Linked DNA regions of Gossypium hirsutum: region 1 is linked to region 2. A link is a contact called in public Hi-C data. All regions are on one chromosome and are shown on one strand. The core of a region is the stretch at or near the end of the contact, and the rest is flanking DNA. Distances in the headings are between cores, read along the strand shown. Region 1 holds the start of LOC107909595 (disease resistance protein RPV1). Region 2 holds the start of LOC107886630 (paired amphipathic helix protein Sin3-like 4).

The links. A called contact is a pair of places that touch in the nucleus more often than the background predicts.
Region 1: a Hi-C map of leaf shows a contact between it and region 2, with 2.7 times the contacts expected there. The contact joins the promoter of LOC107909595 here to the promoter of LOC107886630 in region 2. A contact is called at or near these places in 5 of 34 Hi-C or Micro-C datasets (callus and leaf).

The regions. Positions count from the first base shown.
Region 1 is chrA03:101,687,749-101,694,960 of Gossypium_hirsutum_v2.1, forward strand. LOC107909595 (disease resistance protein RPV1) reads left to right here and starts at 2,944. Exons shown (of 5, transcript XM_016837187.2): 1 at 2,944-3,659; 2 at 7,155-7,212. The coding sequence starts at 3,124. It also overlaps the pseudogene LOC121218351.
Region 2 is chrA03:101,492,823-101,499,915 of Gossypium_hirsutum_v2.1, forward strand. It overlaps LOC107886630 (paired amphipathic helix protein Sin3-like 4), which reads right to left and starts at 3,336. Exons shown (of 24, transcript XM_041100055.1): 1 at 2,888-3,336; 2 at 2,574-2,755; 3 at 1,853-2,011; 4 at 1,564-1,750; 5 at 1,393-1,491; 6 at 1,115-1,282; 7 at 706-1,030; 8 at 159-295. The coding sequence starts at 2,650.

The DNA of each region.
Region 1 (7,212 bases), core at 1,694-4,193, 190 kb after region 2:
TCGTTTTTAAAAAATATATTAATTGATAACGAAATAAAAAATATTTGGATAAATTATCTAGTTGGTGATCCAATTCTTTGGACGTTTTTATTTTTATCACTTAAATTTAAAAAAAAATTTATAATTTAATCACTACCCATTAAAATTTTTCGACAAACTTTTCCACCAATCAAAATTCTCCTTCATGCTTCTTTTTCTTTTTTGGTCATATTTCTTTCTCCTCCTCCTTCCCTAACCCAACTTTGTTCCCTTCTCATGCCCTTGCTTCCAACACCCGACTCGGCCATATCACCACACACCAATTTCTGATAACTAGAGACGCCTTTCCCTACTCTAGAACTACCATCTGTTGTCTTATATACATCTCATCATTATTTGAATTATCTCCTTGAGGTTGTGCTGGTGGAGGCTTCATTTTCATTTTTGGTCATTGTTCTTGCTTTGAACTTGATGGACGTAGAAACCACCAAAAATAATTCCTACAATTAAAATAACTCTAAATAGTAGTGAAGAGTGGTAGTAGGAGTCCACAGGGATTGGTATTATAATCAACTTTCGCATTTAACTTGTGATCAGAATTTCTGTCATGTCGATAACCGTGGCAATAGTCGTGCCCACGACTCCAAACGAACTTGCTGAAAAATAAATAAATAAATCAAGCGAGTTTTGAAACGTTTAGAAATTAAATAATTGAAATAACATAAATAAACAATTAAATAAATTGGAAATAAAATTAAATTGGGAATTAAATTCAGATTTTGTAAACATAGATAATAAGCTTTAGCCTTAGATTCGGTGGATTCTGGATTTTGAATCGATCCTCGAAAATTAATTTTCTCCTCCAAACAATAAACTGATTATAGCAATTAAGAACATTATAACCGTCAATTCTTTATCTCATAGTTGATCCCGGTACGACCTGCAAATCAATCATTACCGATTATTTAACCAAGATACACGCGTTTCCGATTCAAGATTCCAGCAGCCTTGCGTTCTGAAGAACCCAACTCGAATTAACAGCCTCAACCGCGCGAGTTGTTTAAACCCAATCACTTCTTCATTGATTTGTTCTCAGAGATCCAAATACAGCACTGCCGACTCATTTCTCCAACTGTCCGCAAACATGACTCCAACCCAACGTGCTTTTTGATTTAAAATCGAGTTAATTTTAGGAGATGAATTTGTCAATCTCGATACTTAGGAAAATAATGAATATCGATTGAAAGGATTTTTAGTACGGATACGTATCTTATGATTTCCGATCGAAAAGAATGTCAACCTAAAGCTAAATTAGAATTTAGTGAAGCATGGATTTAATTATGCTTTGGTTGGCTATGGAGTGAATTTGAATGAAAATAGTAGAAGTTGAGAAGGGAAGGGACTTGGAAAGCAATTAAACAAATTTTGCAAAAACAAGGAAATGGAAACGAAAGTAAGTTGAATTTGGAAGGAAAAGAATAATTCTTATTTAATTAAAGTGAAATCAAATGTCCTTTCAACTACCACAAATGTCCTATTAATGTACATATAAATTTGACTTGACTAACCAGTACACATAATTAAAATTTAATAAAAATAAAATTAGATTTTCTAATTTTAGCTTTCACAAAATCAAAAGAAATAATGAGTCTTTAGGTATTTTCAAATTTTTTTATTTGGTCTCACTTTATTCATTGTGTTGCAAATTGATTTTTTTCTCATTTTTTTTACTCATAATATTCCTGTTAAGATTAAAACATAAAATTACTAATTTAAATTTGACAGGATCAATTAAGAATTAACTAATTTAAACACAAAAAACAATACAAATTTAACATGTTATAAGAACTTTCATGGGAAAACAACCTCATTGTATTCTCCGGTCAAAACCCAAAATATAGATGCCATCATTAAGAACAAGTTATTGTACAACACAAAACCCCAAGTGCTCCCAAGGTTCATCACCATATGCTTAATGTAAACCGTTTCAGTAGCGATGGTAGCCAAATACGCAAACGCCCATAATATGCAATCAAAGTAAAAGCGGAATCACTAGCTACATACTCAATAGTACCACCCAAAATGATCAAAAGAGACAACTGTGAGCTTTGAAGGACAAGGCTGCCTCCTAAAGGTTGTATAAGCCAAGGCAACCAAAGGGGGTGTCAAAGATCTAAACACTATGAAAGTCTCCACATTGGCATGGTTCATGACGTAAAATTCCAAACTTGCCCAAAACCCACCCTAAAGCAAAAGTTAAGTAATGTAATGCAGTCAATAAACCTGGGTAATTGAATTTGGTAATTGCAACTTCGTTTATAACAGCACGTAAGCTTGAACAAAATGCATAACCAATTACAAAACTGCTTGTAGCGTTGTAGTTTTTGAGTGGATTCAAATCTAATGATTGACATTTTGGTAATCCAGAAATATTATAAATTTATTCTCAAAAAATTACTAACACCTAAAGTTAAAAACAACAGGTTTTAAACGAAATTGACAATGGCAGATGCATTAATGGGAACTATAACAGGATGTGGGTAGTAGAGAATGTTATATGATTTGACAAGAAAAAGCAACGAATAAACAATTTTAAAAGTATAATGATGAAATTAAAAGAGATATACAATGGAAACAGAGATCGAAATGAATGGTTGTGGGAAGGGCTGAAACGAGGTTTTATGGAGAGATGAAAGGTATGGGGTTGGCCACTGAGGCGTAAAGGGTGTGCACTATAATCAAAATCAGCGTGTTTCAGAGGTTGTTTCCCCACGTCCCACGACTCTGGTTAGGGAAGAACGATGAAATATGACCATGAAAAAAGTGAAAGGAAATTTTGATTGGTGGAAAAGTTTGTCTTGGTCAAAGAAGTATATTATAGTGGATTTGGTGTGCCAAGTCAGACTTCCATTATGGGGTTAACGGTTGGTCACTAAAATAAAAAATTTTCTAAGGCAGTGACTAAAATACAAATCTTTTAATTTGAGTGATCAAACTAGATATTACCCAAAATATTTTTAGGTGACACTGAAACGTGTTCCTCACTTAGCCTCGTATTCCGAGTGTCAGTGTCACCAGTACAGGGAGCGAATGTAATACTTTTCTTCTCATGGCTGCTTCAAATGTAATATTTTTAGGTAATTTATGCTAATAAGTGGGATCGAAAAGCTAAAGAGGAGAGAGAGAAGAAATAAAATGGAGAGCGCCGGTGTAGTTTCAACCACAACTCCGACGTCTTTCAGGCTCCGATGGGACGTGTTCCTCAGTTTCAGAGGCGAAGATACTCGTCACGGCATCACCAACACCCTGTACTGCTCGCTTGTGAGAGAAGGCTTGCGAGTCTTTCGAGATGATGACGCTTTGAGACGTGGAGACGAGATCGCACCGAGTTTGGTGGAAGCCATCGAAGACTCGGCTGCATTCGTTGTCATTCTCTCTGAAAATTACGCTTCCTCCCATTGGTGCCTTGAAGAATTGGCCAGGATCTGCGAGTTCCATAGCCGGTGCCGTAGACTGGTTCTGCCTGTGTTCTATGGGGTTGACCCCTCTCATGTTCGAAAACAGATGGGACCTTTTAAGGAAGCCTTCTTTAGCCACGAAAACAGATTCGGAGAAAAACAGGCCAACAGATGGAGGGAAGCCATGGCCAAAGTTGGCTCCCTAGCTGGTTTCGTTAAAAGGTAAGGTTTTCCCCTTTTATCTACTAATCACCTCAAATCTCTCGTGTTTCTGCAATTATTTTAATTAAATATTTAAGTAGATTACATTAGGGCTTTTGATATAAATTTAAGAAATTAAAAATCACACTACCATGCGAGTGAGGAAAGAATTATAATATTTTTTTTAAAAATAAATAACTTAGGTTTTAAATAATTTTATTGAATTTGGTCAGACAAAGATGAATTTAAATTTAGTGTTAATGATTGTTTTAGGTTTTTATTTAGTTAACAATCTATATTTCAAATTAATTCGCTTAACTAGCTTTCATATACACAAATTGATAGTGTGTGTTATTTAGATTTTAAATTAATCGCAAATTTTAGCATATAATTTTCAAAAATTAGAAAATTTTGTTTATTTTATTGCAGGATTATAAAATGAATTTATTTAGTATAAGGTGTTTGGTTGGATTCAGGAACGACCTATGCATGGTATTAACTATTAATATCATGTATACTTGCTTAACTCTAACCCTAAAAAAGATCCAAATTTTTCTATTTGAAATTTTCTTAGGTCTAATTTCTATTACTTTGGTTGGATTATTCGTAACCGGTGATTAGTTGAATCTTTGACTCATTAATTTACCTTTTTTGACTCACCCCTTTAATTCTTTAATTTTAATTTTATCCAAAGAGGTCAAATTCGAATTGCTATTTATTTATTTATTTAGTTTGGTGTAATTTTCGACCTAACAAGAGCGGAATCACACTCTGTAGGATTTGAACCTATAACATTGGGTTTTGGTCTCGAATTATGAACATTAAATTTTGTTCAAAACCTTTTATATTTATAAATGACTATCTAAATCCATTTAAGCTTATCTATATTTTTTTATTAAATAAAATATAATTATTTTTATTTAATATTTAGTAATTATATATATTTGTCATCTTTTACTATCAATATTTATTTCCTTTTATTAAATCTAAACATATACAGTTTAAAATTTTTTAACATTTACATTATAGTATAATATATTTAATTTTTATATGATATATAAATTACTTAATATACTTATGACCAATGTTTATCCCTTTAATAAGCTTACAGAAAATGAATGATTTGTAATTGGACTGGCTTCAGTAGATCTCTTGGAAAATCAAAAGGAAATTTTATTTAATACATAAACTAAACTAAAATAAATAACATATCATTAACATAAACTTGAAAATGGTGGGTCGAGTTGAGTCAGACTCTGGCTTTAAATATTAGAGCTTGAGTTCGACCTATATTTTAAACATTTTTTTTTTGCTCAAACGCATTTTCAGGTTTAATATTTTTGTCCCAATTCTTTTCAAATTTCGAGTGCACTTTCAAACTTAGGTAGATAGCTTAACTCTCGAATAGGTCTACTTAATAGTTTTAAAAGTTAATATCAATGATAATTATATTTTACTTTTGTTTTGTTTTTACTTTCTATTTCTTTTTAAATTATTTTATGCAGATGTATGTTAAATATTTAAAACTTGAATTTAATTTAATTATATGTTAACATTGAATTTTTTTTTTTACTTTTATATTTTAGTTAATTTCTTTTCCATTAAAATTTTCTAAATAAAGTAATTTTACATGAAATTTTAATAAATTAATATATAACTGATTTAAATATAAATTTAAAATATTTAATTTTAAAATAAAATATATCTTAATGCCATTAATTTTTCATTATTTTATAATTAAAAATAGACAGAAAAAATAGAACAAAACTAAATAATAAAAAGAATATAATCATTTTTTTTATTTTAAACTTAAAAAAGGGATAGGTGGGTATTCTTTACACTAAATTCAAGAGGATAAGTGTTTTGATGGGTTTTTTTTTTATAAATTTATTAATTGAGATGATGACAGTATAAATATTATATGAAAAGGGTAACAAAAACTTAAATTGTTAGCTGATAGGTTGTTGAGACCTACAAAAATAAAATTTACTTAAATAAATGAAACTTTATAGTTAATTGTGAGTAAGGTTGAATTTACGAAAATCAGTAATAATTTTATTTATTTAATAAACAAGTAAAATAAAAACTAAATAAAGATATTTGAAATTAAAAACTAAAATTAAAACAAAGTAAAAAGAAATAGTAAAATAAAATATAAGATAATTTCTATTCCATTCAAGGGTTTGATCATTGATATAAAAATGATTTCAATGCTTTTCAATAAATTTGTTATAGTTGCTGGCGATTGTCTAGCAACTTAATCTCTATTTACCTTCTTGATAATCAAGACAATCGTCATTAATTATTTTCCTTATTGACAAATAATCCAATAACAATCGTTTAGGATTTAATCTATCAATAGCATTGAGGACAAAAAAGATCTAATTCTGACCAACAAACATACAATCAAGGTTCATTTAAGTTAGATTGCATGCTCACATTACACAAACAAAGATGTAGTTCGTGTCAAATATTAGAAATCAATCAATTGATTAAATACCTAATTGATAAGGCAATCATTTTAAGCTATCAAATACTGGTAAAATATTTAACAAACTTGAACAATTGTAATTAAATTTGAAGACATGCAAATACCAAAGAATAAAGAAAAGATTAAGAATAACTCGAACTCACAAACTTTATAGAATCAAACTTCAAATAATTCTTTGACTAAAAAGGAAAAGTTTAGCAACCCATGAAGACAATAAAACACAAAATCAAAATAAAATTAAGGGTTGTTATGTTTCCGTCTCCCAAACAAAAGTGCCATTGATTACATAAATCAAATTTTTTATAGATTTTCTTGATAATTTTCACATCAAACTTTCAGATCGTTTTTTGCACCTTCTTGATTTTTAGGCTCTTCGAATTATTATGGATCCAAAACGGAAGTCTATAACTCAAGTTATGACTAAAATACTGAAACTACGTTGTATTAAAAGTCCAAATCGCAAAAACTTGTCAAAATTATACTTTAAGCTCATTTTTCTCTAATTATTCTCTAAATTTATAATAAATAAAATATATTTATAAATAATATAATTAAAAACATAATTAGAGAAAAAATATAACAAATAATTATCATTAACATTGATTTAATATATTTTTTCTAAACTTCTCATTCTTATATGTTTATGCACACTCAAATTCTCGTTCAATAGGAATCATACTAACTTACTAAGCAAGTTAAAAGTCAATCAGCTAAACTCAATTAATATTTTAAATGTATCTATTCAAAAAAAAAAATTTAATTGTGATCTTTAAACCAATAACATTATTCAAGAGAATGCCTTTACTTTATCTTGAATGAAAGATAGTGGTTGGCAATTGGAATACCTATGAAGCTGTAAATTATATTAGAGTAGAAATCGAAACCCCAGATTTTTTAAAAAAAGAAAGAAAGGCTCGACACATTTATCTAAGATGTTCCAAGTTTTCATTGCTGCAATAGTTTGATGCAACTCTTCTTTACCAAGTAGGTTCTAACTTTTACAGTGCATTCATGTTGGTTTGCAGTGATGAAAAGGAATTGATTCGGGTTCTGCTGAGAGAAGTTCTGCAACATGTGAATAAT
Region 2 (7,093 bases), core at 2,086-4,585:
CTTGAGCTTTTTCAGTTGAAAAACATAATAAAACTTCTAGTGTTCCAACTAAAATATGTAAAACAAACTAAAACAATTAAGATAAACAACAAGAATTCCTCATGTGAGCTGATGAAGAAATTAGTAAATTACAAACAAATGATGTCTGTTAACCATACCAAAGATTGCAATTCTGTGCGTGAGATTACTTCATTGCTATAGAGACGAAGGCACCTCAAAAATTCCTGATAATGATCAGGATTTCGTAACTTCTCCTTCACTTTATCACAGAAAGCAAACTCCTGATTGTAAACACCTGATATGGGATCCAGTCAGTCAAAGAAAAAACATGTCAAGGAAAATCAAAAGGCAATTATTAACATTTCAAAATTTTACAATGCCAGATTATCAACAAGAAAAACATGCAGATGGAAGTTGCCATAAAATGATTACATCCAATCAGGAAAAGCATAGCCATTCACACAAAAGAAATATCCCTTATAGTACTTCCACGAAAAGTAAGCAGATACTAAGGAATTTAATGAAGATTAAATTCGTCAATGGCATGATAGCAGACCCCAGAAGAAAAATATTATATTAATATGAGGTTAAAATTATATTATATACTATAGAAATGTCTTACAGAAAGATAAGCACCTATTTATGTTTTTTTATTGTCAGCCATAGCTTTTCCTATACTGTTCAACTGAGAAGCAGAAAACTCACTTTTCATTGCATTTTTATCATCATATGCAGAACCATCCCCCCAAACTTGCTGCAATTGTTCCACACCTGATTCTTCACTTCTACGAGCAGGTTTTCCATTCCGTTTATGTGGAAACCGCATGTTGAAGTCTCTGTTGCCATCAATTTCAAAATCTCGATCATCATGTTCTCGATCTCTTATATCTCTGTCTTCTGTCTTGTCCCTTTCTTTTTCACCACGCCTTCTTTGCTCTTTTTCAGCTTTCGTCATAACTCTATCATGATCAGGATCAGCACGTTCCATGCTAAGGTCACAGTCACCAAGCAGAGCTGTACTCCTATCTTTCTGCCAGATATTCTCATAAATCAAATGTTAGCTTGATTGCTGATAAGTAATCAGGAGTGACTTAAGGATTAGGCTAAAACAAACCTTGTCAGCAGGCACTGCACACATTCCAGGCATAGCAGAGCTCCTCTCTCGGGGTATAGAGTTTCTACCAGTAGAAGCATAATGATTAGAGGCTGTCGCTGAGGTATCAGGCAGAAAATGAGTGAACTCCAAAAGCAGATCTGGATGGTCTCGGAAAAGAGCAGCAACCTATAATGAAATATAGTTTCTGATCAACAAAATCCAACAACCTAGGCAGCACACAATTCCCATTCAAATAGGGAAGTCAGAGAAAGGAAGGGAAATATAACCTAACATACCTCCTGGTAGACCTCAGTGATAGACTTATTTTCTTTTCTATACATGTTCAAAATGTCTAAAAATGATTTGTAGACATGGTCATCACCCTGAAACCTTGTCTGCAAAAATCCAAGAATGAGATCAGATATTATGCAGCTATCTCATAAAATTCAGCAATGCACAAATTCTACCTTAATTTTGTTTACAAAATTAATAGCTTCTTCAAACTCCACAGGCTTCTTTTGGGGAGGTTGTTCATCCTCCAATGGGAGGGTGATCTCATATCCTTTGGGCAAAAAGGTATTGAAACCCAAAATTAGGTCTCGATACCCTTTAAATAACTCCTTTACCCTGGCTATGACACCCGCAGTATCAATTCTACATTCAGCCCACCATTACAGCAAGTCACAAATTGCTTCGTACAAACATTATGAGGGGATAAAGAGCAAAACTTCAGAAAAAAGCCGATAATGATCAAACCTTTGAGCCTTGAAGTCTTTCATTACTTCAAGGAAGTCGTCATATTTCTCCCTCTTTTCTTGAAATATATCTTTAACTGCCTTGAGATATGCCAATGCATCATTTGTCGTAAGTTTCTGGGTAGCTCCTGTCCCTCCTACCATCTGCTGTTGCCCAGAGCTTCATCATAGAAAAACAAAATACAACATAAGATCAAAGATCTCCAGTAAATCATCACATATTCTTCCATGTGGAATTTAAATATATATCCATATACATGTGTATATATATCATTATCACCTTAAAAAGTATATAAACAGCTAGGGTCATTTAACCTTTCTACGCACAAATAAAACCATATCTTAATACTACACAGGCTCTTCACAGATGAAAAATTGGAAACTTGCCCATCTGGAAAAGAAAGAATATTACTATTTTTTGCTATCTACAAACATCTTTAGAGAAAATGAAATATTTCCAACCAGAACTTTAGGGAAAAAACATATCTTTTCGTCAAAGGTCAAAGATAATTCACAATTATAAAAGAGGCCAAACTTACTTAAACTAAGATTAAACAAGCAAAAACACTAATCAAATCTGCTAAACTAAACAAGCGAAAGAAAAACGACAGTAATTGACCTGTAACGATTTCAAACTTAATCTCATTGTAGCTTTCATAACGAAAACACGAAATTGGACCAAAAAATACTCAATATACAAAGAAGATAAAATTTTATTTTACCCTTCTCCTCGAGAAGAAACCACTGGTCTTTTAAGTTGGGAGCCGCCGATGTAGACCTCATCTCTAGACCGCTTCATCTCTTTTCCTTTTTCCAATCAAGATAGAAGTTTTTTCCAACCTTTTTCTTTATTTTCACCAACAAATCATGCTTTGAGCTTTGATTTATCTCCAAACAGAAATTCCTACAATCAACAACAAGAAGATGAAAAAAAACACAGTTATTTAAACCAAAAATTAAGCACAAAGCAGATCTCAAAACCAAACAGAAAATCACCAAACGAAGAAAATTCTTTTTTTTTCTTTTATCTCCTTACCTCCCCAACAGATCATCACCAAGAAGAATTTTACAAGTAAATTTACATTACTTGCAGATAAAGGCACGCTAAATGAAACAGAAAACCAAAATATTACTTCAGTTTTCTCACACAAAAAGGGGGAAAAATGGCCAAATTATAAAGATTAAAACAAACAAAAAAAAATTTCAGTGTTCTTAAGCAAACTCTGCAAAGAACAACAACAACAACAAAAAGGAGTTGAATATTTCAGATCGAAGGATTCTCGTGATTGTAGCAAAGACGTTGAAGAGAGGGGATTTTACGAGAATTAAAATTTATTTTCTTTTTATTTAATATTTTTGGCTTTGGAGAAACAGTGTTGTTTGTTGTTGATGTAAAATTTTTGAAGAGAGGAAAAGAGTTTAAGATTTGTGATTTATTTATATAATGGGAAGTGCGCGATGGATATCAATTGCTCTCTCATTCCTAATATGAAGAGGAGAAAAGGAGGTATGGGGAGGATAGCTATTACACGCCCGCTAGCCGGTTGCTTTCGTTTTGGTTTACCGGTTGTCGTCGGTTAGTGCTGGAAGGGTAATTCTATTTTCATCAATAAAAGGAAAATTAGGGTATGGTTAGGGATTTCTAAGAGGCAATTTTAAAAAAAAAAAATCATAAATTGTTGGTAATGTTTTTTAAAAAAATATGTGTATTAACATATTCTATTACGTTAATTAATCACAAATATGAAAATATATATATTTTTAATTCCTTCGCTGAAATTTTAATAATTTAATAATTTCGGTTGTTTTAATCATAGTTTTTTTAAGTTATAATTATATATTTTACAACTGGAAAAAAACAGGGTCTCAAGTTATGAAATCTTAAGCATCGAGAAAGCAGGGGGGCAGCTTCAATAATAGGGTTAAAAGATTGTAAAGGGGAAATAAGGGTAAAAGGGTAAATTGAATGAAATTGAAATTAGGGTTAGGGATTGGGAAGGGAGCAAAGGATATGTTGTAAAAATAAAAAATTGCAACTTCAAATATAGGAAGAAGGAGACTTTGAATGTGAAAAATGACAATGTTAATGTTTTTCTGGGTTTACTTCTCTATTTTTGGATCATGTTAACAATCATGCTTCGAAAAAATAAGGGATAAGAGTTAAATGGATTAGACAAAACATTAAAAGTTTTTCTTACATTGAGAAAGTAAAAGAAAACATTAAAAAAAATTTCTTGCATGGATTGGAGAAAGGATTTCTTTTGAGTTATTTGATGGTTTGTGTTAATACTACTTGCAAAAGGATAAGGTGTAAAGGGAAATTTAGAAGTGAAAAGTAATGGGCTGGTGAAAGCCTGGGTCAGTGAACAAATACATGAAGTGAGGGCTAAGCCCATGGATTACCCAAGGTTCAACCGCAATTGCTGACCCAAGTTAAGCTGGCCTTGTCGGTTCGGCTCTTTGTACAGGAGATCTCCTTATATTAGTTTATTTTTCTTTTTTTTATTAATTAACCATCATAATAACAACTCTCATTTTTATTATTCAATATATAATACGTATTACGTATATATATAAAAGGAAGGAAGGTTATACAAGTGGCAATTCTCTTTCTTTTTTTTCTTTTTTCAAGTTATGTTTTTAGAATATTTTTATTTCGATTAAAATATTACACGATTATATATAATTGGAATATTCTAAAAATCATAGAGACTATTATGCGGTTACCCATTTATAAGACAATAGTCAATTTTTAATTTTAACCTCTAGATTATGCTGAAACTTAATATTTAATCTATATATTTTATTTTTTTACATAATTTAATCCCTTTATTTTTATAATATTATTAGTTACTCTAAATAATTAATATTATTAACTATTTCAATCAAAATGCTAATGCTATTTTTTCTTAACATTATTCTAACAAAAATTTTGATTTTTACCATAACGAGTTCGAATGTGTGTTTTTAAAAAAAATTCTAATCAATATTTTCAACATTATTTTTATTGTTACGTGACTATCAAGTGAACATTTTTTTTTATTTTAAAATTTTAATAGAAGAATTTTAACAGTAGTGATAGACCTAATCATGAGTCGAGCCACCCGCTTGGCCTGATGATCTACTTGAAAATTGAGAAGCTTGAGCAAAAATATAGGCCCAAAAAATGAGATTGGATAAAAAAATAATGCCTATTTTTCTAAACGGTTTGAGCCTCGAGTAGGATTTTCCTTGGCCTGATCCAATCAACCTAAACTTTCTTTTATGTTGTTGTTTGTTGCTATTTTGTTGTCATTCCGCTATTATATTGCTACTATTTTGTTGTTATTGTTTAGATATTGTATAACTCTTATTTTATTGTAAATTTTGCTACTATTTTAGAGATATTTGTTTGCTAAGTTGCAACTATCTTAGTGTTATTTAAGTATAAAGACTTTTTTTTAATGTATTTTCAATTTGTTGGGATATCTATTTTTAAATCCAAAAACTAAAAGACTATATTCTAAAAATAAAAATAAGGACTAAATTTCAAATGTAGGAGGTGTTAGGGACTTGGAGCATGTTTTAACTTTCAAATTTTTACTTTATAAATTGACACGAACAAATAACCAACTTAATGCGAAACGTAGGTTAAAAACAGACCTGATCATGGGTCAAGTCGAGTTTGAATCGGGGTGATGCCAAAATATAGGCATATTTTTTAGGCTCCGGTCCAACCCAAAAAATGGTCCTAAAATTTTTGCCCATACCCGTTCCAAATAAAAAGATGCTAAACCCGAGCTTGACCCTACCCGCATTAAATTTTTTATATTATTTTTATATAAAAATAATTTTTAAAAAATATAATACATTAAATACACTAAAAACATTAAAATAAAATTTTCGCAACAAATTAAAAATACATTAAAAAATCTTTATACTTAAATAATATAAAGATAATTAAAACTTAGCAAGCAAAATGATAGAAAAACAACAGCAAAAGAAAAAATGGCATATTTGGGCTGACTCAGGCCCAAACAAAAAAATCTTACTCAAGACTTGACCATTTGAGAAAATGAGCCTTTTTTTTTTTGTCAAATCTCATTTTTTGAGTCTATATTTTTTACTCAAATTCTCTCATTTTTTGGATGGGCCTTTGGGTGTAAGATACATAACTCAACCCATGATCAAGTCTAATTGAGAACCATATTAGTATATATAATAAGGATGATTATTAGATATATTAAAGGTAGAATTTTTTTCTTTTTGTAATATCACTAGTGAAATTAAGAAACATTTATTTGTCCTTAATTGATATTTAAAAATAGTAAATAAATGAGATTCATGGCGGTTTTATAACTTTGCTTTTAAAATTAAGTTTATGTACTTTTCACGAGTTTTATTTTTAGGAAATTAGTTTATCTATTTTTTCAGATTTAAAAATTCATGTCCAACTGTTAATACTGATAATTAATTTTTTAATTTTAAATTCATTACAGCATCATTTTTTTTAGTTACGTTATTTTTTTATTTCAAAACATCATACCAACAAATTTAAAAATTTGAACAACTTAACTTAAATTTTGAAATCTAAAAAATAAAAAGATTAAATTCTTAAAAATACGTGTTAAATTCCTAAAAATAAAAAATATAGAGATTAAAATTTAAATTTATTAACAGCATAATCAAGTTTGCTTAATTTTGTTCATTAAATCACGATGATTATGTATTGCCTTGAGTCAAAGACCTAAAACATATAGATGGAGGAAACTATTGCAACCAATGCAGTTGGCTTTTCAGTTGATAAAGCTGCACCCTGCAATATCAAGTAATCAGCAACATGGGCTTTCCTTGGGTACGCTGCTAGTCCGCTACTCTGTGGCTTCAGTTTGGTATAAAATTAGGCACCAAAACCCTCGTTGAGATAACTATTAATGAATGAAAAAGCTTAAATGAGAGGGTTTTTGTGTGTTGATTTGTTTATTTTTAATTTTTTTATTCATTAAAAACTCTTCTTTTTTTCTTTCAAGTTAACGAACATTAAATCAATGTATCATAAATATTGGACAATTATATTTGGGAACATACTTATAATCATATAACCAGATTAAAATAAAATATGTTTTTTGAACGGTAAAAGAAAAAAAACCAAACAAATTACAATTAAATATATTTTTTATTTTTAGATATTAAATAATTAAAAAAACATATATATTAGTGGCAATTATATTATAAAATAAATAAAATATAATAGTTAAATAAT